2 separate regions of the Danio rerio genome follow, and region 2 is linked to region 1. Evidence: chromatin contacts called from public Hi-C data. All regions are on one chromosome and are shown on one strand. Each heading gives the region's core, a stretch centred on a gene start, on an enhancer-like site or on the middle of the called end of the contact. The rest is flanking DNA. Distances are from core to core; before and after follow the strand shown. Region 1 holds the start of ccser2b (coiled-coil serine-rich protein 2b). Region 2 holds the start of lsm5 (LSM5 homolog, U6 small nuclear RNA and mRNA degradation associated).

Region 1 (7,601 bases), core at 1,535-4,034:
GATTAGCATTGTTTCTTTCGGGTTGTGCAGTTTAATTCACAGAATTTCTATAACGTATTTTGTATACTGTAAATTTGCATACTTTTTTGATCACATCCACAAGGCATGTTTGTTTTCCTCTTTTAAAAATAAAAAATGTTTAGAGATTGATATTTTTTCTGCTCCCATAACTCTATGGTTAGTTGTTTTGGAAAATATAAACAGATGTTTCAATAAAATGATAACATATAATTTCTCTGTGAATTTATGTTTTGAGATTTTACTGCAAATGTCACATCCATAACTCCGGAATTGCTAGCACTTTTTTGCTGTACTTTGGATCAAATAAGTGTCTGTGAGTGTCCAACCAAAACAGTATAGTCTCCAAAATTATGATTAATACACCAAGACAAACAGTTGAACTGCCATATATGGCTGCACAAAATATCGTTTAAGCATTAATATCACAATGTGCATAGTCACATCGCAGAATCTTCAGTGTCAAGTATGGGTTATTGTTAACCATTTTGGGTTTAAAGTTTATCTTTTTTTTTTCTTTCAGTTAAATATTTCAAGTAAGTTTAAAGCATTTAGGCAAATAATAACATTTAATTAACATTTAGACTGTCAACAAGACTTACCAGGAAATGTAGCAGATAAAGCACTTTTTTTCTAATTTGTATGCTTTTTTTTCTTTAAAAAATGGGATTTAATTTTAAATGAAATTATAACTAGTTTAGAATAATTTATGCAGATGCTCTCCACCCCTACCATTTAAAATAATAAATTTAGATATTCAATCCATCTAATAAAATTTATTTCATATCACAATATATATTACAAAAAAGCAAAATATTGCATTGTGATTTTTATTCCAATATTGTACAGCCCTAATGCCAAACATATGCCATCATAGTTATTTTTTTAGAGTGTACTTTAAAAAAATCTATATACACTACCGGTGCAATTTTTTTTATTTGTAACTACATACAACAAGTAATAAATAAATATTTATTAAATAACTATTTAATGATTTATTTATACATTTAATAAATGTCACCTTGATAAACAGAGTATTTTATTTAAATTATTAAATAAAATCAATAAAAATAAAATTTAAAACTGACCCCAAACTTTTGACAGGTAGTGTATTCTAAAAATTCTAGTTTTGATGTTGGAAAATGAGGACATTCTCATGTCACGCTCAGTGTCCCAATATTTAGTGAACCAAGGTCCTAACTGTCCTTACCAGTGTCTGATTTGTGTACACTAATTCAAAACCTTGTGGTTAAGGGAGATGATTGAGACGCACTCAAACAGACTGATCCAGCTATATTAGTGAGTAAATCATGGACTAATTTTCCTTTTTTTTTTTTTCTTTGTTAACTTACCATTTAAATCATCTGCTATATCAATAAAGCATTTTGTGTTTAATTTAAACAATAGAATTCTTTTTATTTTTCAATTCCTGTTAAATTCTAATGTGGTTTGTGTTAAATTTGTTTATGGGGGTCTTATTAAAAATTACAGTGTAACTGAGCATTTCCATTCCAAGTTTCTGCCAAAATACAGAAAGCTTTTCTAAGCATTTTGTTCAAGCAAGTATTTTACAGTACTTTACAAATACTCAAAAAATTATCTGTCAATGTTTTCAAACTATAATATTTTATTTACCAAAGTCAAACAAGTGTCAATTTCACATCAGTCCCATCCATAACAGAGAGATGTCACATCCATAACAACACTTTTTCCTCATAATTGCAAAAATATTAAATAAAATAAAGTCGATTATTTTTGTCCTATAGAGATCAATATTTTATCTTTTTGATTATGATTATTTCTTTTGGGTTGTGTGTTTTAATTCACAGAATTTTCCATAGCATGTTGTATACTGTGAACTTGCATACTTTTTTGGTCACATCCATAAAGCATGTTTATTTTCCTTATCAAAGTACAAAACATGTTTACAGATCATATTTTTTTCTAGTCCTACAACTCTGTGGTTAGTTGTTCTGGAAAAGGTAAACAGATGATTTAATATAATGTTAACATATACTTTCTTTCTATGTGCATTTATGTTTTGAGTTTTTACTGCAAATGTCACATCCATAACGCTGGAATTGCTCAACTGCTAAAAGAACATGTAAATTACTAACATAGACTGTATTGATACATTTAAATGGATATGTTCAGCATGTCCTTATTTAAATTTCTATGTAAAGACATATTTATACTATCTTAAAATGTGATTTTTAATAAAGATTTATAGACATTGAAAAAAAAACAGTTAATAAGAAAATTACAGTGAAGATTACGTGAAATGCGTCTATGCGGTTTAAGTTTTTCCGAATCTATGTAACGTTAGGTGAGAAACATTTGCCACTGTTAGGCTATCTGTAGAAAGACCTGAGAATGTAAACAAAGTCAAACCTCATCAACTCACATGAGCAAATCCCAAGCAAACAGTTTAAACACATTTCAACACTGATAACAAGAACAAGAGAAAACTGCGCGCGGCGAGAATGAAACCACACACACCTTATCTGAACGGCTGGCTGTACGATTTCATCCGAGAGAAGGCGATTACAGCTGGGCGTGGAAAATCCACCACTGGAGTGAAGAGCCTTGGCTGCGTTGTGCTAACCCTTGCTCCCGATCTAATGCTTAGTTGATATGCAGTTTTCGACGCACAGGAGGACAACTTGCCTCTTTTCATCACATTCTATGTTGTTGTGAAGGTACGTCCTACCGGCATGAGATAATGTTGTGTAAAACAGCTGACACTGACGTCAGCATTCCTCATACTGCGGGTCTACCCGGAAATGGGAGTTGCTAAAGCGGCGCGGACCTGGGAGTTTGATTCCCGGTTTTCAGAGTCGACTCCCACCGACACCCTTCATTCACATGGCTAAACTAAAGCAAGGTGAAGAACAACCCAACTGCAGTCATTATTACACAGCTCATTTTCAACCCTGATATTTTTGCTTAATCCCTTTATTAAAACAAGCAATATAATAGACCAAAATAGTAGGCTGACTTAGACACCAAGTTAAACAAAACACATTAAGTTGATGTTACCCATGCCTAATTTTAAAGCAATAAAATCAAGAGCAGCCTTTGTCGATTATTATCATTCAGAATTTAAATAAAGAAATACATTCTGTAATTAATTAATCAATCAATTTTATTTTAATTGTCGGGTGATACAGTGATTTGAAGTTTCTTTAAACGAGTGTTAGTTAGGCCTATCGCCTATGTGGCTTCATAAAAAACTACATAAACTTTTTTTTTTAAATAACCTGCATAATGCTGAATAGGACAAAAGCAAGAAACTGCGTTCCGATCACTGCCAAAATAGTGGGTGGAAGACTGCTTTCTGTTAAGTGTCTACAACAAGAATCGATTCCGATGTTGGATCGACTCCGATTCGAGAGCTCTATTGATTCAGTTGTAGTCGACTCGCACAGCCAACATGTGGCCCCACAAAAGTCCTGGCATCTCCATCTAAGTTTCCTTCTGCCCCACTAAAATAAAAACACGGCAACTAAATAAACATTTGCTTGTCCTCCATTAAATAAGATTGGTCACCAAAACGGAAAAATAATATTTTGGCAAAATAAATGTGTTGCTCACTTTTAAAATGTTAAATGTTTACAAAATAATCTTAAAAGTCCTAAAAACTGTTGTGTAGCCACATAAACAGAAAACAATTCAATGCGATTTTGCATCATTGTTCAGTGAAATCTAAATTTGGTTAACAAATCTGAATCAGGCAAATGAAGGAGTGGTGAAAATACACCTGCGAACGAGCTTCAACATCATAATTTCATAAACAATCGAACTAATAAATGTTATTAATTAAAAGAAAGCCTTTAATTGAAGAATATTAGTTTACATACATATATACACACACACACACACACACACATATATATATATATATATATATATATATATATATATATATATATATATATATATATATATATATATATATATATATATATTAATCCTGGGTGGCCACAGCGGAATGAACCACCAACTTATCCAGCAAGTTTTTACATAGCGGATGCCCTTCCAGCCGCAACCCATCTCTGGGAAACATCCACACAAACATTCACACACACACTACAGACAATTTAGCCTACCCAATTCACCTGTACTGCATGTCTTTGGACTGTGGGTGAAACCGGACCACCTGGAGGAAACACACGCGAAGGCAAGAGAACATGCAAACTCCACACAGAAACGCCAACTGAGCCGAGGTTCGAACAAGCGACCCAGCCACCTTCTTGCTGTGAGGCAACAGCACTACCCACTGCGCCACTGCCTCGCCACATACAAGACTTTTATAATAATAATAATAATATCAATTGCACCATTTTATACAAGTAATGACATTGCGTTTATACAACAGTTCGACGGCATAATCATATAAAAGTGAAAATCAAACAAGGAGAGTCTAAAAATTATTTTGTAAGATGAACTACTTTCTTCTGCCATTCCTTTACATCTACACATCTACAGCTGACATCAGAACAGTAGACCTAGTATTTGAATGATTCTATAGCATAATGTCTAAAGTTATAATAAAACAGTTGATTTTGCTCACATTTTAAGATTGAGGCTGAACGGCATGAGACATTCCCAGTATTTTTCTGTTGCAGTCGGAATATCAAAATAATTAACCCCCAAAAGGCCAAAGTAAAGCAAACACTACAAGAAACACACCAGAAACACTACCAGACTATAGTATAAATACAGCACTACAACATACAAAAGAGAGAGATCGACATAGAAAGTCACTTGCTTGTTTTACCATATAATGATTTGATCAGCTGTAGTTTGAAATTATGCTGAGTTTTTCTCTTCTAAGGGCTTATTATGCAGTCTCTGTCGCCATCTTGTGGCGGAACGTCAACTGTCTTTGCTCTGCTCAGTATGACAGGCTGATGGATGCCGATGAGCTCTATCTAAGAAATTATAAATGTATTGTATGTAAGAGTTGGTCGTCTTTGCAAACCAAACCCAAAATACAAGGACTGAGATGAGAGGGAGAAAACACTCAATCACTGAGTAACAATACTAAATGTATAGAAGTTGTTTAATTAATGCTTAAAATCTGAGCTGTTAAAAGTCTTATAGCTTATCTCTAAGCTCAGTTTACCTTTTAGAGACATTTCTCAAAAAACTGAAATTTTGGATTAGTTTGCTATGCAATAATCTTTTGTTAAGAAGAAACTGTCAAAGTTAAAGAAGGAGGATGTAGAATATGTGTTCTGTCACTTTAAATTCTCTGTTCCTAAGCCCGCTATTGCGCATGTACAACAGCGATATGGCAGAAATAAAAATCCATCATGTAAAGTTATGTGAACTGTCTGCTGTGCACAAGAAAAGATGTTAAATGTTATCATGGTTTCCTGGCTTCATCTAACAATAAATATTTAAAATAGGCACTATCCTTATAAATGAACTGCTTAGTAGCTTACTTGCCTAAAAAAGCCTCATTAGTACTTATTTTGCCCAACATTTGAATATTTGTAAAACTGTAGTGTGTTTATTGATCAGCTGTCACTCTATGTGGATGGGGTAATACAGAAGGGTGAGGAGGCTGTACAAGAGCTGTTGTTGCAGATTATTGCACCTTCACCTCCAAGATCATCTGAGACCAGCCACCTGAAGACAGCTGTTACAACAATCGGTTTGCATAAGCAAAGAATTTCTGCACAAACTGTCAGAAACTGTCTCAGTAAAGCTTATCTGCATGCTTGTTATACTCATCTCGAAGTGACTGCAGTCTGTTGTCATATAACTTACTTGAGAGGGCAAATGCTACTGTTGATGACGTCTGACACTTTGGAGAGGTACTCTCTTCACAGTGGAATCTCAGTTTTCACTAGATACCAGACAGCATATGTTGTGTGGTTAAGCAATTTTCTGGTGTCAAAGTTGAAGGGAAGTGAATAAAGTGTCCCGTGTTGGTGGTGAGGTTATAGTATGGGTAGGTTTTGTTTTGGACAATGAACACAGCTCTGTGTTATTGATGACATTTTGAATGCACAGAGCTACTGAGAGGCCCATTGATGTGCCATTCATCCATGAAAAATCACCTCGTGTTGCAGCATGATATTGAATTTTCTGGAGGCTTAAAACATCACAGTTCTTGCATGGCCTGCTCACTGCAAATGTCACCCATTGAGCATGTTTTGGATGCTCTGGATCAGCCTATAGGACAGCATGCCTATATCAAGCAAACTTCGTACAGCCGTTGATGAAAGTTGGACCAACATTCAGCAGGCTCTGCAAAGGAGATGTTTACACTGCATAAGGCAAACAGTGGTCCCACCAAATGCTGACTAGTTTTCTTTTTTTTTTTTTGTTATAAATTTATTTTTAGGGGGTTTTCACCTTCATTCGATAGGACAGTAGAGAGAATTGATAGGAAAGCATGGGGAGCAGAGAGAAGGGAAGGATCGGCATAGGACCGCGAGGGAGAATTGAACTCGGGTCGCCGTGAGCATCGAAGTGCATGTGTCGACGCACTAACCATTAAATCACTGGTGCCGACCTGACTGGTTTTCTGACCTCCACCACTGGAGCCCCAATACATCAAAACTGCACATTTTAGAGTGGCCCTTTATTGGAGAGAGGTCTGGATGCAGACCTGATGCAGTGCAATCTGGGCTGCATCCAGTGGTTTTTAATGGGCTCACCTAACCCCACCCCTAACCCTACCTATCACAGTGACGCCACTCGCTCCATTTGAGTGCATTATGTCTGACACTGCATTGCTAAGTGATGCAATCTCAGCTTTCATCATAAAGGCCGCATCCAGATACTGTTGCTTTATTGTGGCCAGCCTAAGGCACACTTGTGCAATAATCATGCTATTCAGCATCTTGATATTCCACACCTGATGAATGGATTCTTTTGGCAAAGGAGAAGTGCTCACTAAAGACAGATTTAGAAAAATATGTGCACATTATTTGAGATGAATAGGCCTATTTTGTACATAATAATACATTTTATATTGTTGAGGTCAGTTCATGAAAAAGTTAAAGCAATAATAAGTTGCAAAAAAAACATTTGTTGAGTGTATGTGTTTTTATTATGCTCATTAAAATGAGTTGTTATGTTTTTAGGCTTATATGTATTTCAAATTTGAAAGTAAATTAAATTTCATCATCTTAAGTGCATTTCATGATCTGCGTGAGCCTGTCATAGCCATTCTGTAAATAAAAATTTGAAGCGCATTTAAAGTCAAAGCAACTTTATTTATATAGCACTTTTCATACAATGGTAATTCAAAATGCTTTACACAAACAAGAAGATTAAAAGAGTGATCAAATACAATAGGTCTAAGAAATAAGACAAAAAAAGAAATTAAATGATAGACACAAATAGTGGCATCTGTTGAAACTGTACACATTTAGAAAAAGCACAGCTAAATAGGTGCCTTAAGTCTTGGGTTTAATGTGCCTACAGTTGGAGCACATCTGATCATTTCTGAAAGCTGATTCCAGCAGTAGTAGCTGAAAGTGGAATCACTCTACTTTGACTGAACTCTTGGAATATCTAATTTACTCGATCCTATTGATCTGAGTGATCTGTTAGGTTTGTGT
Region 2 (6,778 bases), core at 3,602-6,101, 260 kb after region 1:
CTATATTGAAGCAGGCAATAAAACTTGCTTCTATTAATCTCTTTAGATGTTTTAAAATAATGTAGGTGTAAGCACATTTCCATATAAAAGAAAATTATTAACTCAAAGCATTACTGCTTTATATCCAGAACACTGATTCAAGGTACTATCAGAGAGAAAAGTACAGGGGCTTTGATTCCCCTAAATCATAGGTCTCAAACTCAATTTCTGGAAGGTCTCCGCTCTGCACAGTTTTGTTCAAACCCTAATCAATCACAGCTGATCCAACTGATCAAGGTGTTCAAGAAGATAACTAAAGACTGTTAAGCAGGTGTGAGTTAGGGGTGGTTGGAGCTAAACTATGCAGAGCTGCGGCCCACCAGGAATTGAGTTTGAGACCATTGCCCTATTTAACCCTTGATCCACCCAGAAGCATGTCAAAATATTTGTGGGGTCAGTCCTTAAAATAATGAGAAACAGTTTGTTATGATATGCATCTTCAATAATTAAAATAATACATAATAAAAATATATATTTAGCCACCCCTCAAATAGTTCATACTATTATGATCAAGCCAAACAGTTATACTAGAAAATGTTCATCTAGCAGATATAGAGCAGAGGTTCACAAACTTTTCAGCCTGCAACCCCCAAAATAACCAGTGACTCACGACCCGCAATATTCTCTGAGGTGGTTATAAATATATAAACCTGGCACACAACGGAGCACACATACCAATAGGCCCAAGTCTATTCATCCTTTAATTTTGGAGAACGCTACTCGAAGACCATCCTCCATGTTCAGATGTGTCCTGTATTTATTTTTACTGTGCATGGGTGCCATAAAGGTGTCTGAAAATCCAACCTGGGGCTATAAAAATCAATGCATTTGACGCTATTGCTGTGTCTTTAATGCAATATAATCACCCCAGTGGTCGCAAAAAATAAATAAATAAAGCAGATGCCTTTTTATTTGGATGTTAATTTGTTAATGTTTATTATTAACATGTTCAAAATGTTACTTTTAAGAACTATTTTATTCTTCAGTAGGTTATGAATAAAATATGGTCCTTCTAATCATTTAATAAAATAAATTAGATTTTTGAAAATCGCAAAGTGACCCCCCTCATTGTCCTGCGACCCCCACTTTAGGAACCACTGATCTAAAGCACCGATTTAAGCAGGAAGAGTTGACACCACAGTTTTCTTGTAAAACAGGTGTTTGTATCTACATATAATCTAAAAGCAAAGTGAAATCAGACATATCCTTTGTATTTTTAACAGACACCTGCGCAGACATGGAAGTTAAAAAGTAAAAAAAATAAGTGTAATCTTTCAGGGTCATCCATTTATTGGTGCAGAAATGCAAACTTATCAGTTTGTTTTATATAAAAAAATAATAGGTGTTTGAGAATCCCGCATCTACTAAAATAGCCAATCAGAGATTACTGTAGGTCAAAATAGAAAAGTTCAATAAGTTTGATTAATAAATTAGATGTTTTTGAATTAAATATATAAATTTGGTTCACAGAAGCTTGTATTACACTAACATTACTGAAAAAGTGGACCACTGACACCGATTTGTCAATGTATAATTCACACCCTAGGTACATTATAAATAATATGAGATTAAACTGGAATAGCAAAAAAGCTAATTATTAAAATGACAGAAGCAAACTTCTTTGTTTTTGTTTATAAAAATGTAAAATTGAAATAAGTTTACAAAATGCCAAAACAGAACACTTCTGACAACAGAAAATGTACATAAACTTGCATTAAAAATTACATTTTAAAATAATGAAAAAAAATTAAAATGACATTAAAGCAAATATTGTTTGCTGGTGCATGCATGAGATTACTTGCAGATGAACTTATTTGTCATACCATTGTGATGTTATTGCCATTAAGGAGAATCTGATCCAGTTTTGTGATTCTTCTTCCCTCTGGTGTGATTTCACTGTGATACAAACACACAAGCCCGAGATGAGGAAATATTTAATACCAAGTGTTCAAAAATGTAACCTACATCTATAAATTCTTGTGAAAATACTTCATAATCCAATTTTCCTTGCATCTTGAATACATGAGTGTACACTTCACATTCAAGTACACTTCACATTCAATTGATTTTTTTTTTTTTTTAATCAATGATAATACTTGGAATTATTCTTTAATAATAATGTCACAAAATATTAAACGGTTTCAATAGTGATAAAAATTTGCTAATACCATTGAACTTCTAACTAAGCATACTTTAAAAAAAGTTTCTAAAAAGATTAGAAAATGCCTTCTCTATGCAGTATAGTTTATAGAATAATTAGAATACAGTATAAATAGTCTAATGGTATAAAACTTGAGCTTTAGTTAATCTCTAGAACGAAAGTGCTTTTTTTATTGATAGTTTATCCTAATAAAACAAACACCTAAAATTTTGGAGACAGGATACTGATCGTTTGAAACTCGAACAGCATTTAGAACAATAGAAGGTTGAGTAAATGTTGACAATTAAAATTTTTGAGGGAACTATCCTTTAAGTCAAAGCAGAAGAGAATGCATGAATACACTGTGCAAAGACAATTAAGCAAATATTTAATATTTTTGTTTAGGAAATATACTTACAATTCTGTGACATCCTCTAGGACCATGTCTGATGTAAAGCATCAAGGAAATGTACAACATCGCAAAGATAACATTACATAGACATTTACATTTCTCTGTTGACAACATGTGATGTAGTGTATTGTATTTTTTTATTTAATGCCATGTCAGCAATGCAAGGCTATTTTCATGGCAAGAACATTTCAATAATAAATATACAATTAAAAAACAAAAACAAATGAATACATAAATTAAATACATCTTTAAATGCTAATACATTTTTTTATAATTTTTTTACTATTTTCCAGGTGTCATTTTGCTAAAAATGTCCTGAAGAGACATCATTTGATAAAAAAAAAAAAAAAGCCTTCTGGAATTGTTAAAAGCAGGACAATCCAGTAAAATCTGTTTTACTGTAAAAGAAAGTGTGATGTGCAAATATTGAGCAGGGTCTTCACATTTGAGCAAAAAAAAAAAGCATGGATCATTCTTGCATGTCCAATACAACATCTAGTAAAAATCACTAAATCAAATTTAGTCTTAAAATGACTAAAAATTCAGTTTGAGATTTCAGGTTGTATTTCATACAGTTTATTATTTCTCAATGCATCCTACTCCTCTTGCCACTTATTTAAAAAGTAAACGTTGATAAAAGATTTCATCTCTAAAAGAGGAATTTGGCATTCGTTCACAACTTATTTCAAAGCATCCTTAGCTGCTGGATCAAGCTCGCTCGTTTCCTGAAAGCCCAACATGTCCCGGAACCCAGCAAAAAAAAAAAAAAAAAAATATGAAAAAAAATGGTTTTGTAAATGGTGAACTTTAGTTATAATATCATTAATCAAAGGATGATCATTTTCTGAAGATTCCATCACTTGGAGGCATGATTTGGAGTCTGTAAATATGATAGAGTTCTTTTGTTGGACATTTTCTTATATTAAAATGCTAAAACTAAAGCACAGGCTAATGAACATTCTTTAGGCAGACTGATTCCACAACGTTGTTGTTCAGTAACCATTGCTGCCGTTATGCCATTTTCCACCCTGGAAGAGCAACCGCTGCGTAAAACATATGCTAAATAAGTTGGCGAGTCATTCCGCTGTGGCGACCCCAGATTAATAAACGGACTAAGGGAAATAAAGGGAAATCTTATGTGTAACTATATCTTTAGCTAGCAGTATTTATAAAAAAAAAAAAAAAAAAAAAGTTGAATCCAAAACTAAATTGTAAACATCACAAATATTTGACAGTGTTTTGTTTATTTTTTTACCGCCAGTAGGTAAAGGATACTGACAAAGTCGTCAAACCCAAGCAGAGTTCCCACAATCTCTTTATCGTTCTTCATAACGATGTGAATCCGAGAGCCAATGCACTTATCCACCAGCTCTGAAAGACAGCACACAATCCCCATCATAAACACAGTCACATCATTGGCTGTTAAAGGAAACATTTTGAGTGGTCAGTGTGATATACAACTGTAAAACCTTGTAAAGAAATTCAATTTATGTTAAACGTTACTTCAACAACTATACAGCCAAGGTAAGTTTTTAACGAACCACGTTTAATAAAATTTAAAATTTCTTTGGCTTTAACACTAGGTGTGGGATTGAGTAATATGTTAATACCAAATTCATTCTTTAAAGTACTAATTTTAGGCTTATTTGACTCAACAACAAAAAAATCCTGCGAGTAAAGAGTGGAGTGGCTTTTAATCATTTGACACGGTATCTCTAATGTCGTAACTCATACATAAAATTTTATTTTCAGAGTATCTTACTTATAAATACATCTTAATGGAAATTGTTAATGATAAATGTGTTCCCAAGTCATAATTACAATATTTTAAACTCCAACAGAGGGAAACATATTAGTGATTTATTTTTTTCGCCCACACTAACTAAATGAACTGGCTTCCGTTTATATATAATCAATCACACATTGATGTATAAATTTGTGAAATTAAATATTTAAGTTAAAATAAAAACACATTGACATGATTAGGGCCACATCTTTTGTGCACAGGTGTATTCAATTAGATAAAAAAGCAAAGTGAGTTACGAACGTGACTGATTGGCATCTCTGCCCCGTACAAAAACACAAAAGTTATGTCAGTAAATGATAAGCAATTTTAAAGAAAGTGAAACAAACCGAGTGGTAAAAGCTGCGAAGGATTCGTTGCTGTGATTGCCGCCATTTTGATAACAGACCTGAATAATCGGGACCGGAAGCCAATTACAAGCATGGATAATCGATATCAGCACACATCGATAGCATCTTCTTCTTCTTCTTCTTTCTGTTTTATGGCGACTAACAATTAAAAGCATTATCGCCACCTACTGTACCGAATCTTACTCCGATGAAAGGGCAACAAAAAGAAACGAGGAGGGAGGGAAAGGGGGGAAAAAAACACCTTGGATGTTTCATATTGTCCAATCTTTGCATCTAGACCACATACTCATGTCAGCACTGCGTGTTCAGCTCCTCTAACATAAAGGGCCTTTATGACAATGATTGAGAATACTCTCATCCATAAATATAAGACTATAATAACCTAAATCCGAATACTCTATATACCTAATAAACGCTCTATATACTTGCCAATCTATTATACCTTTTCCTAGAATAATTTTATATATTGTTTTATCTTCCCCACACTGACTGAATAACATATTGCGATGTTTATTATATTTGCTACATATAAATAGTGCATAATCCACATTTTCAGTTACACCACATACATCACATTTCCCATCCTCATGTAAACCCATTAACGCAAGTGTTGCATTTAACCCTGTGTGTCCCAATCTTAATCTTGATAACCACACCTCTTCCTTCCTATTTCTTCCTTGATTTAGTGTTGTCCCTACTGTCTGTATAATACTATAGTGCCATCTTCCAGTATTACTATTATCCCATCTAATTTGCCATTTATTTATTAGTTTTTCCTTTAAAATCGATTTTGCCTCTCTTTTCCCCAGAGGTACATTTACTTCCTCTTGCTTATTTAGTGCTTCCTTTGCTAATTTGTCAGCAACTTCATTACCAGATACCCCAATATGTGATGGAACCCAGCAGAAATAAACGACTACTCCTATTTCCTTTAATCTATATAAAGATAAATAGATTTCTGTTATTAAATCCTCTCTATCTGATTTTGAGTTTGCTATACTAACTAAGGCTGAAGATGAATCTGAACAGATTACTACTTTGTTTACATCGATAGCATGAGAGGGGCTTGGCTTTTTGTACAGCCTGTGGCTGTAACATTAGAGCAGTGTTACCCAAGTTTTTTCTTTTAAAGGGCATGTCAGTCAGTCAAAATGTTGCATCATATAGGCTACCAAACTGTATGTCACAGTAATTTGTCACGGTAATTTGGAGTTTTATAGCTTGATTATAGCTTGATTAATTTTTCCATCTCCCAGTATCTCCTCTCTGATGGAATGACGGACCAAATCGGAAACCAAAACACAGAACACAGTACACTTCCACAATAGGTTTCCATTTTTTGTAAAACTTGACAATACTGTAACTGTTCCACTTCCAGAGTAAAAAAAAATCATTATAGGCCTAAGGTTGTATTCAGACTTGAAACATCAATACCCAGGTAACAAGGAATTCTGGCCCAGATTTGGTATAAAGCTGGCATAGCCAATATGCAGCCTTTATGATGCAAGCTAAGATTGCATCAATCAGCGATACAGTGTCAGACACAATGCACTCAAATGGAGCAAGTGACGTCACTGTGATGGGTAGGGTTAGGGGTGGGGTTAGATGGGGCTATTAAAAAGTATTGTATGCAACTCAGATTGCACTGCACCAGGTCTGCACCCAGACCCTCTCGTCATAGCATTCATTTATTCAGCACTGGCATACAGCATGTAAGCCAAACAGGGGTCAGGTTTGCCAGGTAGCACTGCCTTTAAGGTGGCACGCATGACATGGTCCAGATGTCAAATGTAGAAGGCTATTTGGCCCAGATGTTAAATATTGATATATGGGCTACATGGTTTCTTGACCCACATTTGAAATACATAAAAAATTTAGCTGCATGGTGGAGCGGTGGGTAGCACAATCACCTCAAAGCCAGATGGTTACTGGTTCACAGCCCCGGCTGGGTCAGTTGGCATTTCTGTGTGGAAGTCCAAAAACATGTTGTATAGGGCTAGGTAAATTGGGTAAGCTAAATTGTCCGTAGTGTA

What was found. A called contact is a pair of places that touch in the nucleus more often than the background predicts.
Region 2: a Hi-C map of an unstated tissue shows a contact between it and region 1, with 2.5 times the contacts expected there. The contact joins the promoter of lsm5 here to the promoter of ccser2b in region 1.

Annotation. Positions count from the first base shown.
Region 1 is chr12:13,650,864-13,658,464 of GRCz12tu, forward strand. It overlaps ccser2b (coiled-coil serine-rich protein 2b), which reads right to left and starts at 2,785. Exons shown (of 10, transcript XM_021480271.3): 1 at 2,518-2,785.
Region 2 is chr12:13,904,696-13,911,473 of GRCz12tu, forward strand. lsm5 (LSM5 homolog, U6 small nuclear RNA and mRNA degradation associated) reads right to left here and starts at 4,852. Exons shown (of 5, transcript NM_001100438.2): 1 at 4,725-4,852; 2 at 3,867-3,962; 3 at 2,598-2,625; 4 at 1,863-1,935. The coding sequence starts at 4,770.